2 separate regions of the Xenopus tropicalis genome follow, and region 2 is linked to region 1. Evidence: chromatin contacts called from public Hi-C data. All regions are on one chromosome and are shown on one strand. Each heading gives the region's core, a stretch centred on a gene start, on an enhancer-like site or on the middle of the called end of the contact. The rest is flanking DNA. Distances are from core to core; before and after follow the strand shown. Region 1 holds the start of vezf1 (vascular endothelial zinc finger 1). Region 2 overlaps cuedc1 (CUE domain containing 1).

What was found. A called contact is a pair of places that touch in the nucleus more often than the background predicts.
Region 2: a contact with region 1 is called in a Hi-C map of liver, with 6 times the contacts expected there. The contact joins the enhancer-like site here to the promoter of vezf1 in region 1. A contact is called at or near these places in 2 of 5 Hi-C or Micro-C datasets (brain and liver).

The regions. Positions count from the first base shown.
Region 1 is chr2:76,134,260-76,138,850 of UCB_Xtro_10.0, reverse strand. vezf1 (vascular endothelial zinc finger 1) reads right to left here and starts at 2,165. Exons shown (of 7, transcript NM_001006864.1): 1 at 1,955-2,165. The coding sequence starts at 1,987.
Region 2 is chr2:76,218,052-76,223,011 of UCB_Xtro_10.0, reverse strand. cuedc1 (CUE domain containing 1) reads right to left here. Exons shown (of 11, transcript NM_001016217.2): 4 at 1,306-1,432. Among named protein-coding and RNA genes, the nearest start is that of cuedc1, 47 kb to the right of the region's middle. Within about 2 kb of position 3,486, at least 4 of the 11 cell types and tissues checked have an H3K27ac peak or open chromatin away from gene starts, as enhancers often do. A contact at or near this core is called in liver, where this site is marked.

The DNA.
Region 1 (4,591 bases), core at 916-3,415:
CATATTAAAATACCTGTGTGTAAGTGATCACACATTACAGCAGATGCGGACATGTTACAAAATCTAGATGAATCTATTGTGCCAAGACATTGCTTTAAATTTCTGACATATGTGAAGATATACAGTTAAAACAACTGCTCCTATAGCCTGGATGCAATTTCTGAGAGATCAATTGTGTACATATCCACTTGTCCTATTGCAACAAATTCAAGGCATGTTGTAATTTTGGTATCATATTAAAGGTGGAATGAATGCAAATGCTTCTTCAGAAATCATATCGGCCTACACAAGAAATCTGTTAATAGAACCATTGAACGCCCTTTTTAAACGTAGTTACACGTTACATTTTAATATAATTTCAAAGGAAAAACGCTTTAGGTTAACAAAAACACGAATGTGTATGAAATTTATTCAACTTGTCAGAACAAAGTTATTGCATGCAATTGCTCTCTTGCACCTTAATATGGTACTATATGTAAAGACCTAACTCATTTTATGACATAATGGGACAGTTGCTCCCAGACTTAAAGAACAGAAAAAAATAAAATAAAAAAAAGTAATCTTAAAATGTGATCTAAACCTCAGTGGGTCTCTCTGTTGCCAGAGATTGCATGACTGTATACAAAAGGTCACTTTCAGTTGGTCTCTGACCCTGCATAACTAACAAAACAGCCCTAAGTGAACTTTCCTTATGTACCTGATTTACAGCTCAACTCTTGTACAATCACCTGCAAATTATCTCTCATTTTAGAAAACATGAAAGGGCCAACTAAGGCAATTTGAACTACTAAAACTAACAGCTAGATCTGGAAACTGATCAAAAAAAGTCTAGTGGGTAAATAAACAACAGATCAAATTGCAGCAACTCGCCATAATCTGTAAAAGTACGGGAGGTGCAGTCAGTGGCCATAATAAGCCGGTATTACCCCAAGTCTCGGCCGCACAGCCTGCAGTGACACAGCACTACTCCCCCAAGGCAATGCAGCACTGCGGCCATGTAAGCAATTGTATGTTCCCACCCGGGGCTAGATTTCACCTGTTGGTGGGGCACAGATATTGCCTTCTTATACCTCAACGTCAAAATATCTATATACCCTTGCAATGCGTCGAGAAGTGAAACCGCAGCCAGACTTGACACACTGACCCCCCCCCCCATACGATCTAAGCCATTCTACAGAACAACGCCATTGCACTACCAGCGCAGGGTATAATAAATGTGTATCTGTACCATATAACAGAATCAAAGCTCGGCAGTCCGTTATCTGCACGAAGAGCGAGTCTATCGCAGGCGCACAGTGTAGCGGCTATGGGCAAACAGGATTAAAATGCGGCACTACAAACAAAGGGATCAATGCTGGGGCCTTGCCGTGCTACAATGCGCTCCTAGCAGCTCCTGTTACAGAACACGATCGTGAGAGGAGAAAGGTTTTGGTGGAACACACAATCTGCTGTTTGACTTAAAGTAAATCGCAATCAAGGTTTTGTGGAATGAAATTTCCAATCTAACAAGCTAACATTCCAGTTCATTCCCCACAGCTTTCCCTCCAGCCAGCCAGCCCATTCCGCCCTCTCTCTCTCTCTGCTCTACAAGGACAAAAATAGTGTCTCTTCTGCGCTGTCTCTCCCCTCCTGTGTCTGCCTCCGCCCGGTGCAGCCGGCTCCTGTCTCCCCTCTCTGCCCGGGGAAGGAGGGAGGGTGAGGAGAGAAGGAGGAGGAGGTGGTGGATGTGGGGGGGCTGTTTGCTCCCGGGTGTCCCCGCTTCCCGGGGAGGGGAGTGGAGGAGAGGCTGCTGCTGCCTCGGCGGCGGGGAAGGGGGGAGCCAGAGGGAGGAAGGCGAGGAGGGGGGAAGAGGTGGGGTGATTCCGCCGCCCTTTGTCAGATTTCTACCGAATACAGAGATGTGCAAACGGGGAAATGGCTACAGACGGATAATAAGTCTCTTTTTCATTCTTACCTGAAACAAGAAAGCGGTCCAGTTGGCCTCCATGGCGTTCCCGGGGAAGGAAGGGGAGAGAAAAAAAAGAGAGGGAAGGGAGGAGGGAGCACAGCGCTTGGAGGAGGAAAAAAGGAAGAAGGAAAAAAAAAGAAAAAAAAAGTCGCCGAAGGATCCCTACATGAAACCTACAACAAAGCAGCTGAGAATATGGCAGCGCCTAACAACTTCCGGTAACCTCTGGGAGAGACCATTGGGGAGGAGGAGGAGGGGGACTGGTGGGGGAGCGGGGTGGCGCAGCAGCTCCGCCTTCGGTCATTGGCGAAGGGGGGTTGGGGGTGGATACCATGATTCTCCCCACTACTACCACCCTTACTTGTCCTCTCCCGCCTTCTGGTCGTCGTGTGTTTGGCTAGACTCCCCCGTCTTCCCAAATCTGTGGAAGAGGTGGTGATAATAGAGTGTAAATAAACCTCCCCAATAAAGGACTGCAGTGTTGCTTGTTTATTTATGTAGCCCTCCTTTTCTGCGCGTGATGGCGGTAGGGATCGGGGGACGTGGTAAAATGGCCACTGTTCGTATCAATAATGTGAGCTAGCGGAATTACCTCATTCAGAGTGGGGACTCCAGACAAAAGGGGCGGCTGTTTAATCGTGTCTGTTAGAATTCCTTTTTTGTTGCACGCGTAACGTCGCCATTTCCTTTATTGCCTACTGTGTATTGCGGGGAATGTTCCATAAGCCACAAAATGAGCGAACGTTGATGGGATTACTGTTAGGGATGCTTACCCACTTCGCTCCCATGCGTATTAAGAATGTAACATTAGTGACCCCTATAATGAAGAGCCCCCTGCCATTAATACAGTACTAGTCTCGCCATTTCTAAGTGTTGGAGGTGGAAGCTTAACATCAGCCTGGGCTCGGTATATTGGGCGTTCATATACATATATAAACCAGTAGGACGCTTATTCTCCTAAACATCTGAAAATGTAAATCAATACTTTGATTTGCCTCGGCATAACTGCTCGTTTGCCATTACACATGCGCAATCCACAAAGAACTGACTACAGTCAATGAGTATTTCCTTCCTTTTCTTTCCTAAACATCTGCCCCAGGGCGCCCTTTTCTTTACAATCCACCATTTGTAACTGCACAATGGGAGCACAGAACAGGCGGGAAAATAAATATGTTGATTTATCTGGTCTTTTCACAACTTTCACTCTAGACCTCCCCCTCTAGCAAATTAATGCCACACAATACAAAAAAAACTGTAAAACGTGGTGCAATCTGTGTAAAAAAAAAAAAAAAAATGATCGCATGGAAGTGTGACTCTAAACGGTCTGGCTCTGATTTGCAAAATAAAAAATATACGCCATGCTGTTTACAGAAAATCTAAATTTATTTTTACACAAGATTTCAAATTACCATTGTATTAATGTTCATGTTTCAATTCAGTTGATTGCTACACTGAGAGTTTTCTGTACACATTTGTACTTTGTTTAAAATATGAGGGAAAACATGTAAAACTTGAAAACAAATGTAACAATGAAACATGTAAAATATCAATAAAAACAAAAGTTTACAAAAAAATCTGAGGGAAGTAGTGTTACGTCCATGTTTGTATCAATCTTTTCATTTTGTCAACTTTTAGCATTTTCCCTGTGTGTACATTTTATGTATAAAACATTTGGTGTGCCACTTGCCTGTAAATACTGTAAATACAAACCTTTGATGCACCCCTTTATAAAATTACATGCACCGTTTTGGGGACATTAGTTGCCAACAGTGGCAAAGATTTATCACTGGCAACTAATCTCCCTGTGGGACATTAGCCTAAAACTTTTTAAAATGTGGTTTTTACATCATTAATAATAACAAGCACACCTTACACCACCTTCAGTGTAATAAATTCAATATAATAGTGGCGTTTTTTTTAGCGAACAGAAACACCAGATAAATGGTTGTCATTTGTTGACTGTTTGCTTTAGGTTGGCAGAGGTCCAAACAGCCCCCCATCAGCCCAATAAATAGTGACTGTCCAGGGCATCTTACAGCAGCCCCTCTGGCATTTGCCAGAATTCACACATTGCCAGTCCAGGCCTGAGCTCATGGATGTGATTTTCTTCCTCTTACAGCCAGGGTAGTTAACTGCCCAGTATATTATTAGCCCTGCTAGTAAAACATCTTACTTAGATTTCAACATTATTAATTAGTGAGATTAAATAGGTACATATATTTCCTTTCTTTCACTTTTTTCTCAGGAAAAGGTGGCAACTATAGTTTAGCAGGCTAAGGTTAATGCCCCATGGAGAGATTAGTCACCCACAATAAATCTCTGCTACAGCGGGCAACTATTCTCTCAGGGCGAAGTCACAGCAATTAGTACCCGCCACTTTTTTAAAAAGTTGTGTCAACTAATTTGCACAGTGAAAACGCAGCTTAATTAGTCACAGCAACTTTTATAATATCCTATGATGCAAAAGCCACTGCAATTAGTCTACTGTACAGCACTGCGTACATAAGTAGCGCTTTATAAATAAAGATATACATACATTAGTCGCTGCAACTGACTTTTTAAAAATTTGTGGCAATTAAACGCAAGGCAACTTCAGCAACTTCGGCAAATCACGGCACCACATATGCCATCCCACCGGCGATT
Region 2 (4,960 bases), core at 2,237-4,736, 83 kb before region 1:
TGTCCTTAAAATGTAATTGATCCAGGCTGCTACATATATAACACATTGAAAGTAGAACATTCAATGGTCTTTGCCTTGGTTAATTTTTTTCTACACAAGAAGCAAGATAATCATAATGAATCGACAGGAATGCAGAGAATCCTATTAATAGCAGAGCAATATACTGTTTCTGGGAAACTGATACTGAAAAAATGTTAAACAAGTGCAGTAAAACCTTTCAGACAAAGGATATGAAAACAAATGTTATGGTATACAATACAATAAATAAGGAGTATTTATAAAGGCTAAAACAGTTAGATCCAAGGATTTTTAATCAAGTGTGTGACCTTTTCATACAAAACAACCAGCTGTATATTAATATATTGTGGCATATTCACTGCACTTTGCTTAAGCCTCGGATTAAAATTCCAGGATGGATTTAGTAATGCCGCAAGTCACAATTAAAAATTATGTGCTCAGGAATGACTTGGCAGCAGCTAGTCATTTTCTTTTTGATATATATATATATATATAAGACACCAGGTCTGTCGGGCTAATTCGCACCAGGTAATTTGACCTCTGCGCTTCTTTTGGATCTGTCATAGGCTTATCAGTTAAAATATCAGATCTTCCAAAACATTCCTGTTGTCTTTACAAATGGGAAATAACATTTATGCATCAACCCACATTACATGTCTTCCCCAAATGCCCTGAGAATTGAGATTACTTGCTACATCAAGTAACTGGCTGAATTCCAACCCTTTGCTTGGGAGAAATTTAAAAAAGCAAGTACTTGCACAGAATCTTGCCCCTTACTGATCATTTACCAAGCAAAATGGGTACAAGACAGCCACTTGCCAAATGGCCCTCCCTAACATATACTGGTAAGACCTTTGGTAGGCACCAGTCAAACCTGTTAGAGGTGCTTACAGTGCATATCTGCATTTTAGAACCCTTACAAGTCCTGCTTAAAGAAAATAAGTATATAAACCTCAATAGCCTGATAGCACTAATAATAATAGACAGAGCTGTCTAGGTGAAATCTCGGAGAGTTTAAAACGTCTAACAAGATATTTGAAAGCTGTACAGTTGGTATATTATCTATTTAACAGGCAGCAAACACAAAGCATACAAGAAAGATGAGAAGGAATACTGTTCAAGGAGAAACTGCTACAGCTCAGGCAGGCATTTCTATCTGATTTATTCTGTCATGGTACAGTATAGCTATGCACAATTTTACCACAAGGCCTCCCTAATGGAATGTACTCCTTTTGATCATCAACTTGTCTATAAAAAGTGAAACCATCATTAAACTAGAATTATTACCTGAATACTATCCATCTGTTGGGGTAAAATGCGTAGAAAATCATCTGGTAGGTTACCCACTAAAGGAGGATTCCACTTTCTGCACCTTTTTGCTACTTGAGGGCCACTGAAACTCTGCACATCAGTCCTACAAAGAAATTGAAAAAAAATGTATAATAAATATTCAATTTTACAGAAAAGTATTTAAAAAGCAAACATGATTTATTTCTAGTTTAAAGTAGAAAGAAGAAGGTAAGCTTTATAAGAAAGGTCTATGTAAATACAGTCATAAGCACAGTAATGATGCACTGAGTCCTCTATCAAAAGAAACACAGGATTTCTTGTATGTAAATATGATGTTACAGTGTTTGACTTCCTCTCTCAGAAACATCCTTAATTCCTGTGGCCAGAGTCTGCCCAGTTCTCTCCTCTCTCCTGCTCCCCCAACCACTAGAACTCCCTCCCCCCTCCCTTAGGAATGTGTGATCTGAGCTATAGCTAGAGCTGCAGGAAGGAAGCTACTTAAAATGGCAGCTGCTGTCTTGAGCAAATGGATAAAGCTTCTAAAGCTGTTTACTCTGGTATAGTAATGGTTTCTGCAGAATCAATATAGTGTTCTAGGTGGCACTAATGTGGCAAATCTATCGGTAGTAAAATGACAAAATGACTTTTCTTCTCCTTTAATCACTGCATATCTAGTATTTATGGCTTTATAGATGGACTAGTCTGTGTTTTTTTGGCCATACACTGAAAGATCCGCTCATGGTCGCCAAACAAGGTTGAATAAAAAGGTGGCCAAGAAGAGGTGATTATGGGGCCATAAGATCGCTATGTATAAATATACAAGGGGACCATATAATAAACTGATGGTTTATTAACCAATAGGTCTGTCCAGCAGAAACGAGGGCATCCATTCAGTTGTGAGAGCTGTGAAGTTGTGGAATTCTCTCCCTGATGCAGCTGTACTGGCTGATACATTAGACAGCGCCAAGGATTTTAAGCAAGGGGAAAATACACTACAGGTATGGGACCCGTTATCCAGAATGCTCGGGACCTGGGGTATTCCGATTAAGGGGTCTTTCCATAATTTGGATCTCCTACCTTGTCAACTAAAAAAATTATTTAAACAGTAGTTAAATCCAATAGGATTGTTTTGGTTCCAATAAGGATTTATTATATCTTAGTTGGGATCAATTACAAGGTACTGTTTTATTACTACAGAGAAAAAGGAAACCATTTTTAAAAATGTGTATTATTTCATTAAAATGGAGTCTATGGGAGATGGCCTTTCCGTAATTCAGAACTCTCTGGATAATGGGTTTCCGGATAAGGGGTCAGATACCTGTATTACAGAAACTCTCAGTAGAGTTTTCACAGTGACTGGTCTAATAGCCCACTTGTATCCAAGCAGGAATTTTTTCCCCTCTGAGGCATATTAGAGAGGCTTCAGATGGGGGTCTTCATAATAGGAGAACAAAATTTTTAAGCACTGTTTTTACTAATCAGCAAAGCAATGAGCCTGGTTATACAAAAAAAGTGACAAAAATGTCTCAATCTTTTACTGAAAATTTCAACATCTCTTTTCCCATTTCAGATCTGGCAGAAACCACTGTTTCCCATGGGAGGCTGAAAAACTCGTTTTTGGCAAAAAGAAAGAAAAAAAAAAACCCCATTGCATTATACTTACTAATTGAAATGCTATGCAGGTACAAAAACGTTCTACTGTTTTCTTTCCAGCATCAACAGCTATTTTAATACTAAAGGAAACATTTTGATTCTTTACAAACACACCACTCCTACCTACACAAAAACCAGTGAAATACATTAAAATAAGAAACATTCATTCTTTTGCAGTTTATAAAGAGGCCTTTTGTTCTTTAACTGATGCCTTACAATGAAAAACATTCACGGATATATTTAAAGGAAGGCTAAATAATGTATTAAATAATGTATTAACAAACTGAGGTGCCTACATTATTTCTTGTTATTAGAAATCACAAGACAAGGCAGTTCTCAACTTAATCTTAAAAGATATCTACCAAGATTTTTTAAAGCACGGTACTGGTTTGAGCAAGTTGTGCATTTGAGAAGGGCACTTCTATAATAATAAAGCATTCTCCACAATTGCTTAGTGACTTCAGCCCATAGGAATGTGAAGATTTAATTAGAAAACAAATAGCTGCAGTTCTGCAAAGCCCCAGTGTGTGGCACAGTTTGTATGCATTTCTACTGAGCAGACTATAGCAGACTAAGCACACAAAGCTTGTTTCTAGGCAAACATCAGATTATTTGCTGTGCATGACTGAATCTTAATTTGCTGCTTGTGTGTAGTTTAGCAGGAAGCACTGAGGAACATTTTAAAATATAATTACCAAAAAGCTTTAGAAAAAATAATATTCATTTGAAAAAGCAGAAAAGGTCATGTCTCAGAACTTTTCATTTTTTGATATACTTTTGTAATTAAGAGTAGTAATGTGTAATTAAGTAAAGAGATGTTTATTTTATATCACTGAAAAGATTAAAATCAGAGGATTTTAGACTTTAAAGGACATGTAAAGCCTATATTTGCCTACAATGTATATCAGTTGGGCATGTCTCCCCCACCCAAATGGCATCATGTGTACTGCATATATACACTCCGCTTGCCAGCACCATTACATTTTCCTAAAGCAAATAGCAGCTGTTGGCCATTTTTCCTCTGATACATAATAATAGATACATTTAAATCTGCAAACAGCATACACACACACAGACCCTTATTCAGCATACATTTCATCAAGAATTCAGGCTCACACAGGCACAACTGTCTTTGATAAAAGTTCTGCTTTGTTGAGCTGAGCTCAGGAGAGGAGGTTAGGAGAAAAAAATTGAAGCAGACAGCTAGAGATGAGTTTCTATGGGAACCAACAATGCCATCTCTTCACTGGCTGCTGGACTGGAGGGTGTGTTTAGTAATCTGAGCTTAGAACAACTAAGCATGCCCAAAAGCCAGAAGTCAAAGCAAATTCCTGAGGAAGGGGGGCAAGTTGGTCTCAGGAGAAGTAAATCTAATCTCTAATCTCAGACCAATTTAATTGCTTTTTATGATGAGGTGAGTAAGAAGCTGGACAGTGGGGATGAAGTAGATATAATCTATTTGGATTTTGCCAAAGCATTTGATACCGTTACCCACAAACGATTGCTTTCTAAACTAAGGTCTTAGTGAAGTCGTTTGCACATGGATAGAAAACTGGCTACAGGATCGGGTACAGAGGGTGGTTGTTAATGGTACAGTCTCTACTTGGAAAAAGGTTCTCAGTGGGGTCCCTCAGGGTTCTGTACTGGGTCCACTTTTGTTTAATTTGTTCATAAATGACTTGGGGGAGGGTATTATAAGTAATGTATCAGTGTTTGCAGATGACACAAAACTGCAGACCAGTCAATTCTATCCAGGATGTGACATCCTTGCAGCAGGATCTTGACCAACTGGCAATCTGGGTGGCTAAGTGGCAGATGAGATTTAATGTGGATAAATGTAAGGTCATGCACCTAGGATGTAAAAATATGCAAGCCACTTATACCCTTAATGGGTCTGCACTAGGCAAATTCATAATGGAGAAGGACCTTGGAGTCCTTGTAGATAATAAACTTGGCTGTAGCAAGCAATGCCAGGCAGCAGCTGCAAGCGCAAACAAGG